Regions from separate parts of the Mus musculus genome. Here region 2 is linked to region 1. A link is a contact called in public Hi-C data. All regions are on one chromosome and are shown on one strand. The core of a region is the stretch at or near the end of the contact, and the rest is flanking DNA. Distances in the headings are between cores, read along the strand shown.

The links. Hi-C and Micro-C count contacts between places; a contact is called where the count stands out from the background.
Region 2: a Hi-C map of nephron progenitors shows a contact between it and region 1, with 2.6 times the contacts expected there. The contact joins two enhancer-like sites. A contact is called at or near these places in 3 of 484 Hi-C or Micro-C datasets (nephron progenitors and uterus) and 2 of 115 datasets of contacts at active chromatin or transcription factors (embryonic fibroblasts and fibro-adipogenic progenitors).

What each region holds. Positions count from the first base shown.
Region 1 is chr16:15,082,654-15,086,444 of GRCm38.p6, forward strand. It overlaps the pseudogene Gm46561. Among named protein-coding and RNA genes, the nearest start is that of Gm41423, 30 kb to the right of the region's middle. RefSeq lists an enhancer at 1,939-3,055. Within about 2 kb of position 1,893, at least 109 of the 459 cell types and tissues checked have an H3K27ac peak or open chromatin away from gene starts, as enhancers often do. A contact at or near this core is called in nephron progenitors, where this site is marked.
Region 2 is chr16:15,257,887-15,261,677 of GRCm38.p6, forward strand. No RefSeq gene overlaps it. Among named protein-coding and RNA genes, the nearest start is that of Gm41423, 150 kb to the left of the region's middle. Within about 2 kb of position 1,840, at least 14 of the 459 cell types and tissues checked have an H3K27ac peak or open chromatin away from gene starts, as enhancers often do. A contact at or near this core is called in nephron progenitors, where this site is marked.

The DNA.
Region 1 (3,791 bases), core at 643-3,142:
ACAAAGAAAATTGTAGAAATAGAGATAATCTCTAGTTGTAAAATATTAGTCTACAAGAAGAAATAGTAATCTTAATTAAGTAGCGAATAAAAGAATCTCAAGACACAAGAAGCAATTGAAAGACATAGATGAGTCTACAAACTACGGTTTTCAGTGCATAATCACAACTGATAGCACTTTAAGATAGAAATGTAGAAAAAAGAGGGCCTGAACAATAATGTCAACCAGCAGGACCTAAGTGATTTGCACAGAGCCTCCTATATGGAATTTAGATAGAAAACCTTTTCAAATGTGACAGGTATGTTTACTTCTGTTGGGTAAAAAAGAAAAACAAACAACAACAAACTTAAAAATACCAAAATTATACAAAATATGCTTGATTGGCCACAATGAAATCAAACTCCAAATGAATAACAGAGCTGTCAGGATATCTCTAAATAAATTTCTAAATTATTCATGAGTTAAAAGTGACATAACAAAGAAACTGTGAGGTGAAAATAGTGTACAAGAGAGTACAACCAGAAGATCATTTATCAGGAGTAGTGTATTAGTATTATTATATTATATATTATAATATATTAGTAGTATTAAAGTAGTGGTAAGGAAATATATTGTACTAAAATCTTAGAAATAACAAAAGTTTCAAATTCCTCCCTCAAGAAACTAAGGATAAGAGCAAAATAAATTTAAAGAAACACGAAAGAAATAATGTAAGTGCAGAAGTCAGCGAAGTTGAAAATATTTTAACTGTTTTCAGGAAAGAAAAACAAATGAAACAAAATTCTACAAAAAACGTAAAAACTGAAAGCTGGCAAAATTACAAAGAATGGTAATGGTGACATATTGCTAATGATAGTGAAGGCTTGCTGAGCTTGTTACCACTATAAGGCAGTAAAAGGAAACCGAAAATGCTTACACTCACAAATCCTTAAACTTAAAATCATGCTGGAACAACTATTTTGAAACAATTCTCCAGTGAGTTCCTTCTCAGGAAACTAGGCCAGCCGAGTCATTGGATATTCCTACTCTTCTTCACGTCAAAATGTATAAGGCCAGGCCTCTATTTGCTCTAAGGAAAGAGATATTGCTCTAACCAACCTCATTGCCACCAATCTGAACCTCGTCTCCATATCAAAATCAGCTAACAGCAAATTTGCCCATTCAGATCCACATTCTTTCCATCATTGTTCACCCAATTTGGAGTAATTTCATCAAAATACAGCCTGTGAGGGGGAAAAAGACACAAATTCTATGAACCCATTCAAAGTTGAGTAGCAGCCCACTGTGACTGGGCCTTTAGTTAATACAAAGTTAATACTCTGATGCAGTGTCCCTGAAACCCAGAACAGGACTCAGAACACCCTAGCACGTCACAGGACGTCACAGGAAGCTGTAACTCTTCCTCTTCCAGCCCCCAGGGCCTTCCAAAACAGCTTACACCCCACCTCTATCTGAGCAACTAGGCCCTCAGAGGTGCACACATTGCCCCCCCTCCCCCCGGAGTTTCTTTTTAAAGTCTGCAAAACCAGTCCTTGCTTGTTAGGGAAGCTCTGTCAGTATCCCAGGATGATTCTGTCAGTAGAAGTTTCTAGACATGGCTGTTAGAATTGCTTGCTGTTGAACTGGAAACATATCTATCTACATTTCATTTTAATTATCGGCGATGACAGTCCAGGCTCTGCCATCATTTTGAATTTTCCCTCTCCACTGGCCATGTCAAAACGTCTTTGTCACGGTTTTACAATTGGCTGATTTCTACTTTCATGAGGTTCTGTAGGGAAAGGCTTTAAGGGCTCACATTCTCAGGATTGGATCCCCAGCTCTGGTAAACCAGGGTGAACCCTAAACCATGGCCAGCCACGCCCTAGGAAGCCCTGTGCCCCAGGAGACAACCAGCGGAGGGCCAGGGCACAGAGCTTGGGGACCACAGCTGAATAGACACGTCCAACCTTCTACACAGAGATTCACACATGCCCTTAGCGTCGTGAACTGCAAAAGCATCTTGTTTCCAATTCTACTGTAGATAATAAAATTAGCTCCCAAATTACCAGAAACTGGAACAAGTAAACACAAAGGCAGGAGCTGGGTTGCCAAGCCTCCCCTTCCCGGCCCAGCAGAGATGAGCTGTGGCTTTGGAGCTGTTTAAATCTAAAGCAAAGCTTCTGTTTTTCTAAGTCACAGTGCTGACCCTGAGCAGATAAAGCACGCTCAGTGACATGGGGAGCAGAGCGGTTATTTTCCAGCAGGGCCAATCTGTTTACATCAGGAAATCCAGCCTGGGCGCACCGGGGCAGCGCGGAGGCGGCCCGGGAGCCGGCCTCCCTCGCGCTCGCCGCCGCGCTGCGCTGGCCCCTGGCGCTCGGCGGCTGACTCCATCCAGATGTGCCGCGGCTCCAGAGTGGCTGCCTCGCGCAGTAAATGGGCATCCGAGGCTCGTCAATCCCGGCCAGAGCAATTGCGGTCTCGCGGGCCGCCCCGCTGGCACGCGGAAACGCGCGATCCAGAGGGGACCGTGGCGGGGAAAGGGGGGAAACAGGGGCGAGGGGGAAGGGCAGCGCACCCCGGCTCAGAGAGGCGCGCTAATGACCGACCCGGGAAATGTGCCTAATACATTTGTACATTTCCTTGTAAATGTTTTACACTTTGAAAGAAAGGAGAACGCTGTATATCATTTGGAAATGTTGGCTGTCTATAGGTCCCTGTGGATATCACGGGGTTAGTACCGCTTGTAACAAGAGCAAGAGAAACATAAAAAAGTTGGGAAACACCGCCAATTAGTCATTACCAGGAGACTGTAAAAACAAGAGAAAGAGAAAGAGGAGGGAGGAGAAGAAATCAAAGAAGAAATCGCCCCGGGGGGGGGGGAAAGAGAAGAAACTAGATGAAGTTTTTGTGGTGTTCTCGGAATTGAATTGGGAAGCAGAACAGCTGGCGGCTTTCTAATCAGGAGCAACCTGCAAACCAGCCAGTTCCAGGGTGCGGACCTTCAGGAGGAGGGGCTGAGATTTCCCAAACTATACCTATTTGCTGTCCCTATAAAACTTGAGCTGGGTCAGTGGGCAGGCAGTGCGCTTTGGAGCAGAACCCAGTTGTGCAAAATCCAAGTCAGACATTTATTTCTGATCTCCTGCCGCCTACACAGTTGTTACTAGCTGAGTCGTAATAAAAAGAAGACAGGAACCATTTTTTTTACAACCCTAGACTTCTACCAACCACCCCCTAGCTCAAGCAGTCTGTCTGTGCCATGCTTGCTCGAAGTGTTTTTAGTTTTACAGTAATTTTGATGTTTCATGATTGATTTTTGTTACTACTTTATTTTTGTTTTGGGTGGCTCCTCTCTCTCTCTCTCTCTCTCTCTCTCTCTCTCTCTCTCTCTCTCTCTCTCTCTCTCTCTCTTTGTTTCCCCATCTGTCAGCTTTTTAGTCAGACTCAAGAATCTAAGACCATGGACTGATGAGATGGCTCAGCAGTTAAGAACACTGACTGCTCTTCCGAAGGTCCTGAGTTCAAATCCCAGCAACCATGTGGTGGCTCACAACCACCCTTCATGAGATCTGACACCTTCTTCTGGCGCATCAGAAGACAGCTACCATCAGAAGACAGCTATCATCAGAAGACAGCTACAGTGTACTTATTTATAATAATAAATAAATATTTGGGCTGGAGTGAGTGGGGTTGACCGGAGCGAGCAGGGCAGATTGGAATGAGTGAGGTCCTACAAAATAGAATTCTCAACAACCACATGAAGGCTCACAACCATCTGTACAGAGCTACAGTGTACTCATATACAT
Region 2 (3,791 bases), core at 590-3,089, 180 kb after region 1:
AAGCAGCCCAATAGATTATCTGGATCTTAGAATAAGCTATCTACCTCTATTGGGCTTCCCCCTTGCATGGAACCACTTAAACCATGTGCCATGAAATGGTGTGCTAGGGTAGAACCTTCGAATGACTTCATTCATTGTGACAGGTTGGTATTATTTAGATGTGGCAAGCATATAGTAAAAATCTGACGCCACTGTGCATCTGAGCCATGCTATCCTTTCTCCTTAGTGACATCTTCTACACTACAAATTCTACCAATCAACAAAATTCTACCCAAGCCAATAAAAAGGACTTAAATTTTTCTGGAAAGATATGGAGTGTATTCTCTATAGAGATCATAAAATACAAGGCTCAGAACTTCTCTATTTATAAAACAAAGTTACTAATAATTTCCTAAGCCAGGGAGGAAAAACTTATCCCGGGATGTACACAATCCTTCATATGACATTCATGAACAGCAACCCTCTAGGTCAAACATTGTATCTTTTTAAGAATTATTTTTATTTTCTCTTTTCTCTCTCTATCCCCTCCAACCAGGTAGGAGCAAGAAAGGATTCCAAGACACACAGCAATTTGAGTTGATCAAGAACCACTAGCATCTAAGATAGTCGGAGCTGATGCCCACAGCAGCAGACAGAAGTCCGGGCTGCACTGCAATGCTGTTTACAGTCCTGTAGCTCAAAAGTCCTCCTCCTGCTTGAGCTACCCCTGAGCACATAAGGAAATCCTGCTTGTCTCCCCATAAACAGCCACTACCAAACAAAACTCTGAGCATTGTCAGCAAGCTGGGTGCAAATTCTGAAAGGAAAGAAAAGCCAGGGTTATGCAGAAGAGCCCCCCACGAAGCACAAAGGCCTCACTTGTGGGAATTTCCTTCTCTCAGCAGAAGAAAGAGAAAACCCTGGGCTCCATCCAAACCATCCGAAGCCAAAGGCACCTTCATGGTCTCTGGGGCAATATCGTTTCAAACAATTCTGTCACAGAGGTGGAGGGAATTAGACTTGGGGGTGAGTAAAATACTGATATATCAAGTTGTCCTCATGGAAAAGACATGCCATGTTATTTCTGAGATGGGTAATTTCGAGAAGATGGTATTTCTTCTGAGAGTTCAAACTTAGTACCAAAGCTATTCATTTGTCTCTCTGTAGCAGTTTGTCAATGAAGAAAGAGAAAAACAAATTCAGATAGATGCCATATTGTGATGACTAATTTTGACGATCAACTTGGTTGAATTAAAATATACCTGGGACATTATGGAGACATTTGAAAAATGCAAGTAAATTTGTTGAAATAGATATGTTTTTTATGTGACATTTAATTAGAATAGTAATTTTTGTAAAGGTCCCCAAGGTATGCCTGCCATGGTAGCTGCAGGACACCAAGCCCAAGATCTCTGGTCCCCAAGGACACACTCAGGAAAATACCATGGTTCACAGAAAAATACCACGGCTTCATAAATTTTTATTAGAGCACTAGTCCAGAAGAGTTGACAGAAATAGCTCTTTTCCTACTAATATATGTAAGATCGAAGATCACAAATGCATTGTGGCTTGTAAAGAGGGAGTGTCTGGTAGAAGATGGAAACGCAGAGAAAAAATAGGGTCTGTGTAAGGAGAGACAAAGGCTGCAAACTGAGAAGACAGCCTGGGAGTCACTTTGAAGGGATCTCATAAAAGTGCTGTTTGTTGGAAATGAGGAGGAAGTGAAGGCAGCTTTGGCACACGTGGCTGGTGTGCTAAATTAACTGTTAACACAAATAATCAAAGTGCAAGACCCATTCAGGGGCTGGCGCCAGTGAATGGGAAAGAGCTGCTGCAGGTGGAGGCTGGCCGACTGTGACAGCCTGGGAGTCAGCCACTGAGCCCCTGGGGACCTTTGTAGTGTGAGGTGGTAGAAGCAGTGAAGGAACATGCTGGTAGACCTGGATCTAAAGCAAAGTGGGCGAAGTTCAGACTTAAGTCTGCGACCCAGGACTGGGGCAGTTGGTCGGTAGGATCAGAGAATGGGAACATATTAGGGAACCAAACCAGAGGCCTGGAGGGCTGTGGTGAGCCAGGGACTGAGGTTTCTCTTTCTGCTGTCACCAGAGTGAGGTGCACGATCTCTGAAGCCCTAAAAGCCAAGAAGCTGTAAAGATAAAGGGACACCACTATTAAAGGGGGACATGGAATAACTGGACACAAAAAGATGTCAAAGTTAGAAGCTGGAAGCCATGGTAGTGCCAAAAAGCCAAGCCTCGGGTATCTGTAACTGGGGTTCCCAACTCTCCTGAGAACACTGTGCTGGGAAAATCCCAGAAGCAAAGCTATAGGAACTTTGTTTCCTGTGTAAACGCGCCTTCTTTCCAGCAACTGACGGACTGTGATGCTTTCTGGCACTGCTCTTCAGCCTTGCTCTGAAGGGGTGTGTGCAGTTTTCAGGGAGGATTTGAATGGTTGCATTTAGGACTGGCTGGCCTGGGAGAATCCTGGGAGAATCAGAATTGTGAAGGAGTCCAGATGTCTGACAAAGTTAGATGAATACTGGCCTCCCTCTCCACAAAACAAGAGGGAATATATCTCTTTTCTAACAAGCTAGAAAAAAATGTTCAAGGGTGCCTTTCCTTTTATCTTGGAATCAGAGGGTACTTGCTAGAGAAAACTGTCTGTGGTGGTCTGAAGGAGAATGCCTCCCATAGGCTAATATTTCAGTACCTAGCCACCAGGGAGTGGAACTATTTGAAAATATTATACAAATTAGGAGGTGTGGTCTTGATGGAGGAAGAGTGTCACTACGACTGGGCTTTGAGGTGTCAAAAGCCCAAGCCAGGCCCAGTGGCTCTTTTTGCTATTTGCAGAACAGAACATAGAACTCTAGGCTACTTCTCCAGCACCATGCCTGCCTGCCATGGTGAAAATGAACTAATCTTTGAAACTGTAAAGAATGCCCAATGAAATGCTTTCTTTTGTAAGAGTTGCTCGTGGAATCTCTCCACAGCAATACAACAGTGACTAAGACACTACCTTGTGAGAAGACTCCCTAAACACTGTGTCCTTATCCAGGTGAGCCTCAAAGAAATAAAACAAGCTGAGATCAGCAATAGTCTATCAAATCCATTGCAAAGGGAAGCGGAGAACAACGAGCCAGCAGCACACAGCCCTGTGGCAGTGCCACCCAACCATCCCCTCACTGAGCACAGGCAGCCACAACTTCAACTTCCAAAAGTAAACTTGCAAGTTAAACTGAGCAGCTGCAGAATCTAGTGTTACTTATTTGTTTTGTTTTAAAAAGAAATTGATGTAACTTAAATTTTAGTTCATCTATGTCCAGCAAATGCATATACAGACAGAACCAGGCAGACAAACAGCATTTCTCCTTTTGGGAAAGACATTTAATCTCACCACAGTGAATTCAGAAACTTCAAAATACTACTTTGGTTTCTTCTTAAGCAACAGAATTGCAAGGCCCATCCTGTACAACTTCTTGGAGGACCAGAACTATGCTATGAGACAGAGGTGGACCAGACCACTCGTGCCTGAGCACACTAGCTACACACTAGTGGACAGCCCACTGCTGGAGGCTAGAGGGTGACCCCCAGTGATTCGAACCCAAGCTAATGAAGAAGCTTCCCTCCTTTAAATTCTCCCTGGAGGACCCACAAGAACCCTGAAGATGCTGTAGCCTTCTGTCTTCTTTCACTCCTCAAATACTGTTGAGTACCTACCTATACCTGGGTCAGGAACCAGAAGCCCAGAAGGAAGAACAAACAAGAGATTTGCAGAACCTGCTCTGGGAGGGGGAAAGGAATTATAGT